2 separate regions of the Rattus norvegicus genome follow, and region 1 is linked to region 2. Evidence: chromatin contacts called from public Hi-C data. All regions are on one chromosome and are shown on one strand. The core of a region is the stretch at or near the end of the contact, and the rest is flanking DNA. Distances in the headings are between cores, read along the strand shown. Region 1 overlaps Ccdc126 (coiled-coil domain containing 126). Region 2 holds the start of Tra2a (transformer 2 alpha).

The links. A called contact is a pair of places that touch in the nucleus more often than the background predicts.
Region 1: a Hi-C map of liver shows a contact between it and region 2, with 2.8 times the contacts expected there. The contact joins the enhancer-like site here to the promoter of Tra2a in region 2. A contact is called at or near these places in 5 of 12 Hi-C or Micro-C datasets (hepatocytes, kidney and liver).

Annotation. Positions count from the first base shown.
Region 1 is chr4:79,642,667-79,647,923 of GRCr8, forward strand. Ccdc126 (coiled-coil domain containing 126) reads left to right here. Exons shown (of 3, transcript NM_001109232.2): 3 at 5,070-5,257. The coding sequence ends at 5,254. Among named protein-coding and RNA genes, the nearest start is that of Tma7b, 17 kb to the right of the region's middle. Within about 2 kb of position 2,280, at least 6 of the 93 cell types and tissues checked have an H3K27ac peak or open chromatin away from gene starts, as enhancers often do. A contact at or near this core is called in liver, where this site is marked.
Region 2 is chr4:79,567,724-79,572,587 of GRCr8, forward strand. Tra2a (transformer 2 alpha) reads right to left here and starts at 2,861. Exons shown (of 8, transcript NM_001126296.2): 1 at 2,662-2,861. The coding sequence starts at 2,697.

The sequences.
Region 1 (5,257 bases), core at 1,030-3,529, 74 kb after region 2:
GTTTCATTTTGTGAGACGGTGTCTGTATGCAGCTCTGGCTGCCCTGAAACTCACCATGTAGACCAAGCTGTCCATGAACTCACAGAGATCCACCTGCCTCCACCTCCCCATTCCTGGGATTAAAGGCATGGACCACATCTGGCTTGTTCCAAGCTCTATGCTGCCAGTCTTTTCTCTTCCTTTTAGATGAGATGGGAGGCTAGGAAGTCTGAATGAAGCCTGTTCGTTCAGTGCTGGGAATCAAATCCAGGGCCTTCACATAATGCTAGGCTAGCACACTGTCTTAATTAGGGTTTCATTGCTGTGAAGAGGCATCAACTCTTATAAAGGAAAAGTTAATTGGGTCTGGCTTACAGTTTCAGAGGTTCAGTCCATTATCATGGCAGGAAGCATGGCAATGTTCAGGTGGACATGGTGCTGGAGAAAGAGCTGAGAGTCCTACATCTGTAGGCAGCAGGAGACTGAGACACACTGGTCAGATTTGAGCTAATACTGCCTCAAAGCCCATCCCCACAATGACACACTTCCTCCAACAAGGCCACACCCATTCCAACAAGGCCACACCTCCTAACAGTGCCTCTCCCTATGGGCCACACATTCCCTCACATGAGTCCTTGGGGCTTTCCTATTTAAACCACTACACACTCTAAACCAAGGTATAACCATAGGCTGTTTTATTTATTTAATTATTTATTTTTAGGCAGAGTCTCAGGTTGACCTTGAACTTACCTTGTAGTTGAACATGGCCTTGAACTTCTCATCTTCCTTTATCTACCTGGTACTGGATTACAGGCCTGTGCCTCGACTCTTGGCTTATGTGTTGTCAAACTTAGGGTTTTGTGCATGCTAGATGGGTAACACCTTATTAACTGGGCTTGTGTCCAACTAAGTTTGCTTGTAAGACAGGTTTTTGGTTTATAAATTAGGCTGACCTTGAACTCAGTGTTTTCCTGCAGCCTGAGTGCACTGGGATTGAGCTTCTGTAGTAAGTTTGTTGGTTGAGTGTTCGTTTGCTTATGTTCAAGCCGCCCTTTTCTTTCAGCAGAGATGTTTACGCTGCCTCTTGAGAAAAGGCCTTACCCACAGCTATGTCACAATGGCTGTGCGCTCAAGAGTGCAGTAGCATGCCATCCCAAGGCTGCTCCTACATTCTTTCTGCCCTTGTCTTCAGCACTATTTCCTGAGCCTTGGAGGAGTGGATACAGATGTCCCATTTATGGTTTTCACGTTAGAGAGAAAAGGCCAGGCATGGTGTAGCCCCAGCATTAGGATGGTGGAGATGGGATCCCTGGGGCCCGTGGGCCAGCTAGTCTGACTGGATTGGCAAATTGTAGCTCGGTACAGTGTGAGACTCTGTCTCACAGTAAGTGAAGGCCGAGGACAGGTGGCTGCTGACATCGCACCTTCCCCCAGCCCCGTACCTTCAGTCTTTTGAGATGAGGGTTTGTTTCATAGTCTAGGGTTTCTATTGCTGCAACAAAACACCATGGCAAAAGCCATTTGGGGAGGAAAGGGTTTATTTGGAGTTTAGGTTGCCGTGAGCCACCTGGTAATGCGTGCTGGAAACTGACCTCAAGGTCCTCTGGAAGGTCAACCAGCATTCTTTTTTTTTTTTTTTTAAACATTTGTTTATTTATTATGTGTACATCATACAGCTTTCTGCCTGCATGTATGCTTGCAGGCCAGAAGAGGGCACAAGACTTGATTACAGATGGCTGTGAGCCACCATGTGGTTGCTGGGAATTGAACTCAGGACCTCTGGAAGAGCAGTCAGTGCTCTTAACCGCTGAGCCACCTCTCCAGCCCCTCAACCAGCATTCTTAACCCTGGGTCTGTCACTGCAGTTCCCGTTTATCTTTTAATCAGCATTATCCACCATTTCCCACCATTTCTTTCTGAAAAATTTTAAATTTCACATAAAATTGGGAACTTCCCATTGAATTATAATGTAATTTGCTGATATTAATAATATTCATAGAGGTGTGTGTCTGTCTCACACGTTTTCTGATAATAGCACAATTACCAACTTAGTCGGCTGCTGTGTATCAATTGCCAGGATTGAGTCCCTAATGTCTGTGCAAAGCCTCTGAGAAACATGAAGGGCGAGTCAGGAGAGAACAAGCCTTTTTTTTTTTTTCTTTTCCTTTTCTTTTTTCTTTGTTTTTGTTCCTAGCTAGGAAATCTGTACTAATGTCCTTCCACCTTCCACAGAGGTTAAGAGTCTTTCTGGAAGAAATTAAAATTAGAACTAGGCGCAGGCCTGGGGCCGCGGCCAGGTCTCTGGAGTGTGCCGCGTCAGCAATAGACACAGTGTGTCTTTCCACAAGGTCAGAATTTACACAGCGAGGGTAAATTCACAAGTTTTGTTGGTTTTATTGACGCAGTTTTCCAGATGGTTCCAGCTGTCCTGACAACAGTGAGGTCTTTTATTCCAATCTTAATTGTGAATAACACTCAGATCACATATTTTAAAAAATTAGTTTATTATTGTGTGTATGTGTATTGTATGCTGTGTGTATCACCGTGTTTGGGACTGTGGGTGTGTGTGTGTGTGTGTGTGTGCATGCAAGGCAGAGAAAAGGTTTAGGAGTCTGTTTTCTCCTAATGTGGATGCTGGGGATTGAACTCATGCTCTCAGGCTTTTATGGCAGGAGTTTTACCCACAAGCCACCTTGCCTGCCCTCAGATGACACATCTCCCTTCACAACTGTGTGTAGGTTTCAGAACAGCTACCAAAGGTGGGTGACACAGAGTTCAGACAGGCCTCACTGAGACTGAGGTGACAGCGCATAGAAACTAGTTCCTGGAAATTAGACAGGCTCTGAGCATCTCTGTGAGAGGACCTGCGAGAAACCTGCTGAGGCAGAGCTGAAGAAGGAGCTGAGAGGCCGAGGCCAGGACCGTAGGACTGGACCATCCAGTCCAGGCTCAGGACGGGGTCTCGATGGGTGGGTGGAGTTTGATTAGGGCTCATGAAGCAGTGGAGGAGTCCTGCTGAACTAATTGCTGTGGATAGTTTGGGGTTCTCTGTCTGTTGCAGGAGTTTTGTCTAAACTGCTCTGTGTTCCCGGCTGGTCACAGGTGTGTACCTGCCCAGAACCTATCTCTGATCCTCAAATAGAAAACACACACACACACACACACACACGCACGCACGCACGCACACACACACACACACACACACACACACACACACACACACACACACCAGTTTTTCTTAAAATGCCTTAGCTAACTCAATGACTGGACACTCCCAATCCTTTCCCTGATATCCCAGGCCCAGTCAGGGAAGTGGCCAGAGGTCACTGATCTTCTCTCTGCATCCTGTCAGTGTCCTGCTCTGCACTCAGCCGCTGGCTACTGGCATCTTTATTGATAGATCAGGATCCAGTTGGGATCCTGTGTCAGATACCCGATCAAAGCATCAGAACCACCCTCTCCATCTGTCCTCTCTGGATACACTGGGATGGTTGTACCCCAGGTGGGGGGCCCACTGTCACGGTCTCAGTGTTAGATGTTTTTCTCTCTCTGTGGAGCACAGGTGAGGATGTCATATCCTTCGTGGGTCTGGTGTTTACTTCTCACGCATACGGAGTGTTTGCCAGTCATTGCTTCACGGTTCGTGCTGGCCAGGCAGTAGCACCTGCAGACAAACAAGAATGCAAAGTCCAAAGCCTCTGCCCTTGTCCTCAGCATGGAGCCAGAGGCTGAGCCTGTAAGAAAAACTTAGGTCAGAGCAGGCCCCGCTGTGTGCTGGCTCCCCACCCCTCTCCCCACTGCAGTGTCAGGGTCTGGCTTGTGCGGGTCACTTGCTTATGAGGCTCCCCTTCTCTGCCTTCACTAGTCCCTCACCTGCCTGGTCCAGCCTTCTTACACCCAACTAAGAAACTCAGCGTAGGGTCCCAGGAGAGGGCTCACTTCTCTTCCCAAGAACCCAGAAGCCCCCACATGGAGCTCACAACCGTCTTTATTTCCAGTCCATGGAATCCACTACCTTCTCTAGGGCACCAGGCATACACAGGGTGCACAGACTTACATGTAGCTAAAGTACCTACACACATAAAATAAATACGTATTTTACCAGTAAGAAATAGGGTAAATGTGTTCCTTACAGAGGGGCCGATGTTTTGAGCTAGACCTTAAGTCTGATGCATTGCTCTCAGAAGTGGGGAGTCCTGACCTGCTTGAAACTCTTCTGCTTTGGGTGTGGTCATGAGTGATTAGGCTTTCCGTGTGTGGGCTCCGTTGTTGTTGTAAAAATATAAAAATAAAAAAAATGTATTGGTGTCTTTTACCCCTCTAGGTCCTGCACTGTGGTGTCCCAGATATCTGCTAGATATCTTGGTGGAAACACATCCCAGACATACAATTTCCTACACTCAAACCCTCACATAAAAGAACACACAACGCAATAATCTTTGACCCAATTGGTAAGATATAATTGCCCACTTAAACATACAAAGCCCAGTACCATCCATCCCTTAGGTACATTGATAACAACCTGTAAATACACAGAGCAGAATCTTTTTTTTTTTTTTTTTTTTTTTGGTTCTTTTTTTTCCGGAGCTGGGGACTGAACCCAGGGCCTTGCGCTTCCTAGGCAAGCGCTCTACCACTGAGCTAAATCCCCAACCCACAGAGCAGAATCTTAACATCACCTGCCATGGCTTCTCCCCTCTCTCCGTCTCCTCTCCTTTCTCCCTCATCTCCTCCTCTTCCTTCAACCTTATCTCCCATCCATCCTTCCTTCCTTCTCTTCCAATGACAGGCCTCCTTCTATCCTGTACCTGCCCCTCACCTGTACTTTACAAATTTCAATGGAGAGGTGGTTCTGGTGAAGTCACCTGAGTTCTGAGTCCTTGACTAGGCAGCTGTCCTTGGGGCAGTGGAATTAGCAAAAAAATACAGATAACTCCAGGGCAAACCACTACACTCTGTATCTTCTCTGTAGCACATTTTCTTTCAGACATCCAGATAATTGTTTACCTCTTCCCCTTAAACTGTAAAGACATAAATATTAAGTGTTCTATTGCTACTTAATATGATCGATTCCGATGTTTTCCTTGCAGCCGATCTGAAGAGAACAATCGCAGTCCTCTTAGATGACATTTTGCAGCGCTTGGTGAAGCTGGAGAGCAAGGTCGACTATATTGTTGTGAATGGGTCAGCAACCAACACTACCAATGGCACCAATGGGAATTTGGTGCCGGTAACAACCAACAAAAGGACGAGTGTTTCGGGCAGCGTCAGATAGCAA
Region 2 (4,864 bases), core at 1,611-4,110:
AGTAATCTGTTAAAACTACTCCATAAGCCCAACATTTGACTACTGACCTGTCAATGCCTTCCTAATTTACTGTAATGAGAAGAGTTTGAAGACTAACTACCACAAAAATAATTTCAACAACATATCATTCAAACACCTTGTTTATCTTGTTGCCCTCAGACATCTTCCCGGGCAATGAAAAGGGGGCATAGCATTTATGGTCAGCAGGGAAAAACAAGCATACAACCCTCCACCCAAACAAAAAACCCACCAAACAACAACTACATTTAAATACTGAGCTGCTTTAAGAAAAGGATTGTAGGGGCTGGGGATTTAGCTCAGTGGTAGAGCGCTTACCTAGGAAGCGCAAGGCCCTGGGTTCCGTCCCCAGCTCCGAAAAAAAGAACCAAAAAAAAAAAAAAAAAAAAGAAAAGGATTGTAGAGCACTTGCCTGGCACGCAAAAGGCCTGAGTGTTCCACTCCCACAAAGTTCAACAAAAATCAAGGTGAACATTCCCAAAAGCCTCTAGTCTTCTAATTCTTTATGTAATTACAAGTCTGTTCAATTACAATTTAAGAATACGAAGCAAAATATCTGTTGCATCATAAAGAGCTGACCCTGAATGTGCTGGTGAGACAACTCACTGAACCACTGATACTGCTGTAAAAAGTTCAAAAAAAAATTTTTTTGTTACCATGAATGGCAGAAGAGGGGAGCTAGAAAAGTTCCTATCTGTTAACTAGGTTAATAAATACATTTTAACTAAAAAGTGAATAGGAATCTTAAATATTTTGGGGTGGGTAAGGTGGTGATTATCCACTACTCCTTCCACCAGAGTACAAATTAGAGAAGCAGAGCAATCAAACACTGATGCAAAGCCCACAAACCAAACCAGGAACAAAAACTAACCAACCAACAACCAACCAAACCAAAACAAACCGAAATATCCTTTCCTAATTACTAATAGTTTCACAAGTAATACAACTACCTGCAAATATTTATTTTACTTCATGGTCTTAAAAACTTGTTAGTACGGGGCTGGGGATTTAGCTCAGTGGTAGAGCGCTTACCTAGGAAGCGCAAGGCTCTGGGTTCGGTCCCCAGCTCAAAAAAAAACACAAACAAACAAACAAACAAAAAAAACAAAACAAAAAAAAAACCTTGTTAGTACAACAAAACAACCCTAAAAACAATAGGCAGGTTCAACTACATTGCATGCAAATTTCATTCAAATAATCCAATCAAAGTTAAACGGAGTTAGAATCTTGTCCTAGTGCATTAAATAAAAAAGATCAAAAACCTAACTGACTGTACGACTTGACTGACAGACTACAGGTGGCTAAATCCTGAGCTTCCAAAAGGGACAAATTCTTTCCTTCCAGCAAACTCCTCCAGTGGTTTTTTTCCACCCGCCCCTCCTCCACTAGACTACCAGCACAACAGCTGGACCTCCAGTAAGTACCAAGGGACTTTTGTTTCCCTTTTCCTTCCATGGTTTTACCAGGGCTCACTTCCATTAATTTCCAATACTAGGGTAACTTCGGGATAAAACTCAAAAAACCGGGGGTTGGGGATTTAGCTCAGTGGTAGAGCGCTTGCTTAGGAAGCGCAAGGCCCTGGGTTCGGTCCCCAGCTCCAAAAAAAAAGAACCAAAAAAAAAAAAAAAAAAAAAACTCAAAAAACCGGTAACTTCTAATATACGCAAGCTGAGTATACTGTTTATAGCCACAAGACCTCAAATAATGAAAACCTTGAGCCTTTTCTTGGGGAACGGGTGAGAAAAACGGGGGAGGGTCTGTAAATCTCAGGTAATCTTTTGAGTTAATACTGATTAGTTATTTTTTTGAACACTGAGACAAGAAATTCGTTCAGTTATGTAAGGTTTAAAGTAAGATGTCTTGGCAGTTTAGCCATAAAAACCTGTAAAGGAGTTTTCAGATGAATGGTCACAGGAAAGAAAGCTTTTAGAAGTTGAGACATAAAGAGCCCAACATCTAGCAGCTAAAAAAAACAGGCGTTACTGCATTTCCACATTCATTTAGAAGCGAAAGGTTAGAGGACATTAAGGGAAAAGGCTCTTGCGTAGTTGACTAACCACTTCACTGGGCTCGGTCCCACCTTCAACCTCAAGGCTTTCGCCTTTACAGACGCGACGCCGCCGGTTCCGACGGAGACGCGGCCGCTCACTGCAACAGAGAGCCAGCCAAGGAGACACAGGCCCCAGCTAGTCCCGCGCCAGCAATTCCCCGCCCCGACAACAGCCCCGCGCACTTCCGACCCCGGGACCCCGCTGCGATGGCCGGAGGGGTGGTGGCCTGAGATGCCACCGATGGAAGCACCTACCACTATCCGGCCGGAGGGAGCGCCCCGCCGCCTCCTGCCCCACCGCGCAGGGGACCCGCACCTCGGAGCAGAGATGGGAAGCTGAGAGGAAAGGGAGCGACAGGAGAGGATAGGACCAGGCCAGGTACCAGTCAGCCGCCAGAAAGGAGCGCTGCGGGTTAGTGGGGCATCTGGGCAGGCAGGGGGACCTCGAAGCCATCTTGGGACGTGACGCGCTCGCGGTGGCCCTCAAGGCTGCTCCTGCGGGCCCCGCAACCTCGCCCGACCGACCGCGCTCGTCCCTGAGCCCCGGAGCATCGGGCCGCCGCCGAAGACGGCTCCCGCGGCTTTGTACTCACTCTGCCCTCGAAGTTGTTCTCCTCTACATCACTCATGTTGGCCAGGCGCTCCCGAGCACTAAACAAGAGATATGTCTCGGCTCGAGGGCCGACGGCCTAGTCACCGCGCTGTTTGACTGTGGGGAGGAAGAAGGCGACGGCTACAACGGCCGGTGCGTTCCACTCCCACTAGCTCGCACGCTCGGGCAAAATGGCGCCGGTACCGCCAGAAACCTCCTGGTGTCCCCGGCGCCTGACGTCAGGGGGCGGATCCGCGATGGCGTCACGAACTCCGCCTCCTCCCCGGGAGGCTTTGTGTTCGCTTGGCCTCGCGAGGGAGATTGGCGGGTTTCAAGAGCCTGCAATTTGGTTTTTGGTCTGTTTATCCTCAGGGCGCTGGAATTAAAGGCGAGCATCACCGCCTGGCCAGGCAACTGTGGGCTTTTGTTTTTGAGGTTTTTTTTTTCTTTTCTGTTCTTTCTGTTTTGCTCTTTCTGGGTATGGAATTCAGGTCTTGCTTGCATAGCAAAACAAAAATAACAAAAACCCCAACCAACCAAAACAAACAAACAAACCCAACCAAACCCCAGTTTTCCAGCTGAGCTTTCCTCATTTCCATTATTTGCCCTTTTAAACTTGAAACAATAATATACGTACAGATGGGGTTATACTGAAAAGCTGTGAGTTTCTTGCTCTTCTCGGCTTCTAACCTCAAGTCAGGGTTTCCGTGTAACCCTGGCTGTCCTGGAACTCCCTCTGTAGACCAGGCTGCCCTGAAACTCTGTAGAGATCTCCCGAGTGCAGGGAATCAAGGCATGAACTCCCATCACCGCCCAGCTGGAGGCATTTTAATTGAAGTTCCCTCCTCTCAGGTGACTTTATCTGTGCCAAATTATCCAGCACATCTAACATGTACTAGGCCCTGGATTTAGTCCTCAACACTGTAAAACATGTAAATAAATAAAAATAAATTGGGGAAATACATTGTTTGGCAACATTAGTATCCATACTTCTTGCCCAAGAAAAATAAGCAACACCAGCACAAATAATTCATCAAGACCTGAAATAGGTGTAATTTGTTGGGTATGATGATCTGTGTCTGTGATCCCACCACTCAGGAGTCTAGAAGGAAGAATTATTGGGAGTTCAAGGCCAGCCTGGAATATAAAAAGAGAACCTATCAGACATTTCAGAGAGCTAGTTATTAAACTCTTAATGATTTGGACTCAGCCACAACAGAAAGATTTATGTTGTGAGCGTCGGCAAATGTTACAAATCAATTTTCTTCCTCTTTCACAGAGCTCATTGCTAAATACCCTTCTATTCATGTAATATCATGTAAATTAAGATATGGTGTTATTTTGCAAGTGCATTTAAAGCTGCACATTCCTGACTTACTATAGTGTGCTTCTTATTTAACTCCCCTACAGCAACGTGGGTTTTATTTTGTTTTGAAAGGAGTCCTCCAGGATGGAGTTGAATGCATGACCATTCCTGCATCAGCCTGTCATGTGCTTGGGTTACAGGGATGTGACATCTCATCCTCTCTTGCACACAAGATTGGGATAATAAGACGCATTGAAATTGGTATGTGCAACTCCCATTTATTCACTCATGACATTGCCCTGCTTCACCTTTAAGAAACAATCTGAGGACTGCCTGCGGACGCAGCTCAGTGGTGGAGGGTGTGCCTGAGGTGCAAAGCCTTGCTTCTCTCTCTCTTTTTCTATCTAGCCCGTACTTTCAAGGAAGATGGAAGAGAATTGCTACAAGTTTGAGTCCAGCTTGGGCTTCAGGATAAATCCTAAGCATCATAAGTGAGATTATGCCTCAGAACAGCAACAAATGAAAAGTTTTAGTTAATGTAGAAAATAGGTTTCAGAGCTGAAGAGATAGCTTAATGATTAAGGGCACTGGCTGCTCTCCCAAAGGCCCTGAATTCCATTCCCAGCACCCACATGGTAGTTCATATCCATCTATAACTCCAGTTTCAGGGAGCGCCATACCCGCCATCTAGTCCGTATGGGCACCAGGCATGCTAGTGGTGCTTAGACTCCATGCAGGGAAAACACATTCCCACAAAATAAAATAAAAATAATTCTTAAAAATAACTGTTATGACATTTCACACACATACACAAACACACACGCACGTCAGTTTCTGTTCCACATATATGTGGGGTGGGTGTATCTGTGACCACTGAGACCAGCAGAGTATTGATCTA